Linked DNA regions of Hordeum vulgare: region 1 is linked to region 2. A link is a contact called in public Hi-C data. All regions are on one chromosome and are shown on one strand. Each heading gives the region's core, a stretch centred on a gene start, on an enhancer-like site or on the middle of the called end of the contact. The rest is flanking DNA. Distances are from core to core; before and after follow the strand shown.

What was found. A called contact is a pair of places that touch in the nucleus more often than the background predicts.
Region 1: a Hi-C map of leaf shows a contact between it and region 2, with 3 times the contacts expected there. The contact joins the promoter of LOC123444443 here to the enhancer-like site in region 2. A contact is called at or near these places in 3 of 6 Hi-C or Micro-C datasets (leaf and seedling) and 1 of 1 datasets of contacts at active chromatin or transcription factors (embryo).

The regions. Positions count from the first base shown.
Region 1 is chr3H:493,358,907-493,362,152 of MorexV3_pseudomolecules_assembly, forward strand. LOC123444443 (katanin p60 ATPase-containing subunit A-like 2) reads left to right here and starts at 1,309. Exons shown (of 12, transcript XM_045121151.1): 1 at 1,309-1,445; 2 at 1,566-1,682; 3 at 1,800-1,855; 4 at 2,624-2,689; 5 at 2,769-2,876. The coding sequence starts at 1,443.
Region 2 is chr3H:493,179,469-493,182,855 of MorexV3_pseudomolecules_assembly, forward strand. No RefSeq gene overlaps it. Among protein-coding and RNA genes, the nearest start is that of LOC123444442, 170 kb to the left of the region's middle. Within about 2 kb of position 1,368, at least 3 of the 3 cell types and tissues checked have open chromatin away from gene starts, as enhancers often do. A contact at or near this core is called in leaf and seedling, where this site is marked.

The DNA of each region.
Region 1 (3,246 bases), core at 59-2,558, 180 kb after region 2:
TTATGTTTACGGACACTAGCGGTCTTGTTAAACAACAAATATCACACATGAAGGCACTCATGGACATGTATTGACATCAAAGATGGGCAGGTTTAAGGGTGGTACTGTCACATTTGATGCTCCATGTGTGATAATTTTGGATGAACTTTCGTTATATGTTTGATGATCATCTCTTTGCTTTGCATGTTATGTTTAAATTCAAATTTTTGTATGATTTAAAAAAATGTCATTGAATTCTATGTGGTGGTATCATACAAGTTTGAATTGTTTTCATGTCGAATGTGAGTTCAAATTGTTTGCATGCACAAGAGGAAGAGAGAAAAAATGAAAACAAGAAATTTGAGGGTGGGGTGTTTTAAGGTATGTTAGAGAAGAAGGTGCACCAAAGATCCCTTTCGAGTTGGGTCAAAAGGAGTTAGTTTTGTTGTTTGAGAAGACTTTTACTTGATATCAAGTGAGAATTGTTTTAGATATCTGAATCGAACCCAATATTTTCTTTCCCTTCTTCTTTCCTGAAAGTGGCGAGTAGGACGAAGAATCCATCTCCTTGAGGCTCCGTCGGTTAGCTCGTGGATTTCCTTTCCCTCTACCTATCACTCTGCGACCAATGAAGGGGAATGGAACCCCAATGCGTGTGCTCTGACAAGTAATTTATGTTAGAGATTTTTAGTCCTTGCAAGGGTAGCATTTGGGCGGATGGCGATGCCTCACCTTTGAGTTATCATTCCGAGCTTTAATCCTCGTTGACTTCATCCATCAGGACGGAGTCGAAGTAGTTTCGACATAGATTTTTTATGTGTCCCTGGGGAGGCAAGGTTAGAGTTTTTTTACCATATGTATGCGATGGTGAGATCTCATACATTTTAGATAGATTCAAGGGTTAAATATCGGCTTCAAAGCGTTGGTTTTTAGGGACATGTGCACGAAGACTTTTTGTCCATCCTCAACAAGATTAGTATGGCATCTATAAGAAAGAGGTTCGTCATGACTACAGTAATAGTTGTTTGATGGTTTATGAATTTTGATGCAATATTTATTATATTTAGGATGCTTAGTATCTGTGATGAGTTTATTTATAACAATATTGTCTTTGTGAAAGAAAGAAAGAAAGGGAAAAAAGAATACTTGGTTACAGGAGAGAGTTCTGGTGGTGTGGTTGGTGAGTCCACGAGAGGATCCCATGCGCTACATGTGGCGAGCGCATGTGCGGAAAAATAGTACAGTATCCGCGTGGATCCAGATCCGCCCGGGGCGTGGATGGCATGTCGACAAATCGGTGCGGGTCCCACTCTCCGGCAACCAACCGCTGGTACTAGTCTCTGTCCGGCCCCCCCTCCGATTCTCCGGGGAGTCCGAGCGAGCTCACGAACAGCACACCATCCGACTCGCTCGCTCTCACTCTCCCCTCCGGCGCCCGCAGACGCCGCCGGCAGATCCAAGCAATGGTGCGCCTCACTCAGACACACTTCTCTAGCCCCGCTCGCTTGCTCCTCCTCCCTCGCATCTCGTGAGCCCGCGCCTTGGCTCTCGCGATCATCACCTCGTTTTCTCCGCCTTCTTTTCAGGATTTGAGGGCGTTCTTCGGGGGCAAGAAGCAGGAGCCGGAGCAGAACGGGCACGCCAACGGGGGCGTCAAGAAGAGGACCGCCGATTTGGCCATCTACGAGCAGTACGAGCAGCAGGTCCGTGCCCTGTGCGTTTGTGTGCGCGCTGGCTTCTTTGGCGATCGATTACGCGCATGTAGGTGTTCTTGGTTGGCCCTGTTCCCTTGATCCACAATCGTATCTTTGCTGTTACAGGCCAGGCAGCCGGAGATGCGCGCCGCGGCGATTCGCGATGGGAATGCTGATGTTATGTGAGACATTTCGTCGTTTTTTGTTTTAATGCTGGTGTTATCAGATCTCGAGCTGTAGCTTTCAGCATTAATTTTGGTGCCAAATATGAGGGGGTTGACTGAGTGAAAGCTACTGGTTTGTCGGCATGTGTTTGTTGTGGAATAGGTAGAGAGTTCTAATTGTTTTGGCCTCTTGGGATTGTATGATTGAATGCATTAGTGCCACAATGCAGTTCCCTTGAAGGGGTCGGCTGCATCGGACGTGCCCCTAGTTCAACTGGAGATTAACATTTTTGGGTGTCAAACCTTACTAACTGGCCATGTTGGGCTGGACATCTTACCTATAGAGTTGTGGAAGTAGTTTAAAATATGTCTTGCAAGAGAATTTTGAAACCATCTAGGATTGGTGCTGTTGGTGCTACCAGGTACATGTCTTTAAGGGGACAATTTTGGGCATGATTTTGTGGATTTTAGCTGGAGCATAACTTGAATCATTAACGGTTTCTTGTTTCCTGTCTAATAAAGTCCAACACAGGTTCAGTTCTTTTCATATCTTTGTGCTATTTGGCATATGGTAATTGTCCACGGAAAGAAAGAAAAAGTGTCATCATCGAAAAATCTTTAAACCAGCACGGCAAACTAACATACGGAAAGTCCTAAGTTGCCACTATGTTTCACTTCAATTTCAACATTCGCTCTTCCTGAAACATATTTTTGCATGCTCAAATCTTAGTTATTCAAAATATTTGCTCTTCTTGAACATTACAATTATGGAGGTTACTTTTGCAGTCAGAAGCCTCTCCTACCTCAGTTTGAGTCAGCTGAAATGCGTAATTTAGCAGAGACATTGTTGCGGTAAGGAGTAATTAAGCTTCACATATGCTCAAAGAATTAGGGATGACATTTTCTAGCTATTGACTTGTCCTCCTTTCAGGGATATTATCCGAGGGAGCCCAGATGTGCAATGGGAAAGCATCAAGGGACTAGAGACAGCAAAACGCCTCCTAAAAGAGGCAGTTGTCATGCCCATAAAGTACCCAAAGTAAGGTTTCTACTTTATGATAAGATTAAAGTTATTCTTTGGACATGACCTCATAGTGTGTTCAACTGTACCATCATTATGCCCTTTGCTAGTGGTATCTAAGGTTCTCAGCTTCTTTGTGTGATGATTTTCCTTCTTCCAAGTAAGTAATAAATTCGAGAAGGTAGTGAAGGTCTTTTTTTCGCAGAACGGCATAGATGCCTGGTATCATATGAATTTTGTGTGATGATTTTCTCTTTTCTAATAAATTATTGCTCAACTTTCTTTCGGTTAGTTAGCTTACACAGAGCAGAGAAACAAACCACAATGAATTATCCTATGTATTTAACGAATTAACAAAGAAAGGCAAAATTACGGCTTTGCTATACAT
Region 2 (3,387 bases), core at 118-2,617:
TGTAGTTAGGTGTCTCTTCTGTAGAAATAAATATCTGTGCTTAAAAAAATGATTTATTTTTAAAACATCTTCCTAAACACGTAACATTAGGCCTGAGTAGGCACAACAGGTTAGCCTTCTGAGTTGGTTACTGAGTTTGAAAGGAAACGGTGAGGTTCTGACTTACGAGAGCTGCTATGTGACGTGTTTTGCGTCAACTAGCCATCGCTTTGCACAGAACAAACAGCCAATTTGGCGAGCTTTCTGGCCGCGCTGCGCGTTTCACTGTTTCTGCACGCCGGCCGTTTAACTGTTTTCCTATTTCACTGACCATTTGGCTGTTCCTGTTACCGTTTCACTACTTTAGCGCTTTTCACTGTACATTTGGCTGTTCCTTGTACTATTTCAAATGGTAGTACATTGTTCTGCAAAATTCTGTTTCTACAACATTTACAAAGCGGACATGTTTTAGAAATGAAGAACATATTTTAAATTTGGGAAATAAAGATCATTTTTCAAAACAGGAACGATTTTAGAGTTGTGGACAAATATTGAAGAACAGGAAAATGTGAGCAAAATTTTCAAATTCCGGAACATTTTTTCAAATTCTGGAACATTTATTAAATTCTATAATATTTTAACAAAATCTGGAACATTTTAACAAATTCGGGAACATTTCCTAAAAAACTTGGTTAGTTTTAAATTCCGAAACATTTTTCAAATTCCTGAATATTTTTTCAAAATCCGGAACATTTTCACAAATTCCGGAATATTTTTCCAAAATCTGGATTTTCAAATTCTGCAACATTTTTTCAAATTCCAGAACATTTTCACAAATTTCGGAACATTTTTTCAAAATCTTGAAAATAAAATCAAATTCCGGAACATTTTTCAAATTCTGAAACATATTTTTTCAATATTCGGAACATTATTTCAAAATCTTGAACATTTTTTCAAATTCTGGAACATTTTTACAAATTCCGGAAAGTTTTTTCAAAATCTTGAACATTTTTTCAAACTATAGATCATTTTTCAAATCCTAAAACATTTTTTCAAATTCCAGAACATTTTTTGAAAATTCAGAACAATGTTGAAACAGAAATAGAAAAAAAAGAAACAAAAACAGAAACAGAAAAAACAGAAAAAAAATAAATAAAAAAGTTTCGGTGAACCTTTTAGAAGTTTTCTTAAAACAGGAAAAAACCAAGTGGAAACCTTTAGAAGGTTTCCAAAACCGGAATCGGTGAAAGTTTGAACGGGCCGGCTCAAACCCAGTCGCTCGCTCGCACCCACTGTGTGAAGCGGCGACTATTTGCCACAATGAGCGGCGAATAGGAAATTCCCTGACTTACAACCTCACTTTTTGAAGGTTGAAAAAAGTAAATGGGCTGAGTCCGGGATGTAATGGGTGTGCGTCGGTTTGTTTAGTTGCATCTATCCGAATAGGGAGCTCCTACCTGCTCGGTGCAGCAGGAAGTTCCGAGCCGCACAGTGGGGGCACCCCGAGTCGGCTGGCCCAACTTTGATTCCTTTTTTTCTTTTCATTTTCTTTTACCTTTTTCCTCTTCTGTTTATTTTCTTTTTTGGCTCCTTTTTTCCTCCATTTTTCTTTCTTTTTGTATTTGAAGAAAAAACGTTTTTCGAATTTAAAGAACACTTTATGAAAATCCAGAACATTTTTTCAATTTATCAATGATGTTTGAAAAATGATTTTATTTTTGAAATTTGGAACATTTTATAGAAGCAAGATCATTTTTTGAAAATTTAAGAACAATTTTCAACATTTAAAAACAATGTTTGAACACAATCTAAGTCAAGAAATTAATCTAAATTCTCATACTTAAAACATATTTAGAAAACCTCAAACATTTTCTGAAAACTGGGAATAAATTTTGAAAATCAAAAAGGTTTTTCAAAGTTATAATATTTTTTTTTAAAGAAATGTTTGAATTAAAAAAAACTTCGAATTTGAATAACAACTTTTGAAAATCCAGAATATTATTTGAAAATCCGAAATATTTTTTGAAGATCCTGAGCATTTTCTTGAAAATCGAAAACATTTTCCGAATTTGAAGTACAATTTCTGAAAATGCCAAACATTTTTCAAAAATCCAAAACGTTTTTGAAAATCCAAAACATTTTCTAAAAGTTCACAACGTTTTTATAAAATCCAGTTTTTTTTAAAAAAAAAGCATTTTTGAACTCGAAACACATTTTTAAAAATCCAAAACATTTTTTGACAATCCAGAATATTTTTTAAATCGAGAGAGAAAAAGAACAAAATAATAAAGAAAAATGAAAACAAAACAAAAAAGGTTCACGAAACCTTCTACAAGTTTTTCAAAACTGGAAAAAGGTGGCTGAAAACCTCTAGAAGGTTCCTAAAACCGGGATCACTCAAAGACGCTAGCGGGACCGGTCCAAATCCCATGGCTCGCTCTGAAATCCTGTGTGTTTGCGTGACTAGCAGCAGCAAAGAGCGGCAACTATGGTTTTCCATCTGAATAGGCGTGAGGACGCCAACCACCCCGACCCACAACACAGGAATATATATTTTTTGAACTTCGACGACATTTATTGAACAATAGTCATGTGTTAAAAGAGAGGGGATCTAGAAGGTTACTCCCTCGGCATTGCCATTGCACATGACTACTTATGCCTATGTTTGGCGGCGGGCAAAAGGCATGTGGCGACGCACCTTGCAGGTCACAGCCGATCAACACCAATGGTGGAAGTTGTCACGTTGCGCGTGATGACCACGACAATGCGCAACAAAATTAGTGGTGAGTCCCTCTTTCATTAGTTTATTTGATAATTGATGTGACAATATGGATCTGCAATTCCGCGTTAGGATTTAGGTTGCATCAATTTCTTGATTTAGATGGCATTGATCAGGTGCAACAATCTCTTGTTTTATCCTCACAAAATGGTACTAAAAAATTCGACACAACACACCGATTCTAAATCATTCGGATTTAGTTTGTCAACGATAGTCTAAAAAGAAAACATATAAAAGCACAATCCATAGTTATACATTACTTGTATTCACAAAAGTAACAATATACAAAGATAAAACGTATATACGCAACAAAAAACAATGAAGGAACAATCGGTTATACTGTTGCATACAACCTTCCCTGCAATTACCTTGTACCGAAGATCTTCTCCGTCGTTGGAGAAGAAAAGCACAAGAATCCGAGCCTATTCAACGTCGGATCCATGGCCAACACCAACCCCCCCTTCAACAAGCGGTCAGATTCTGCACCGTCTTCCGCAAATCTGTAATAGTCATCACCACTCGATTCCAAGAACGGCCCATCCCCGCCATCATGCCAAGACGCAATGGTGGATCGAAGCGGCTCAGATAGCTTGGAATCCACAAGTCTCCCGTTGGTGCGAGCAACACCT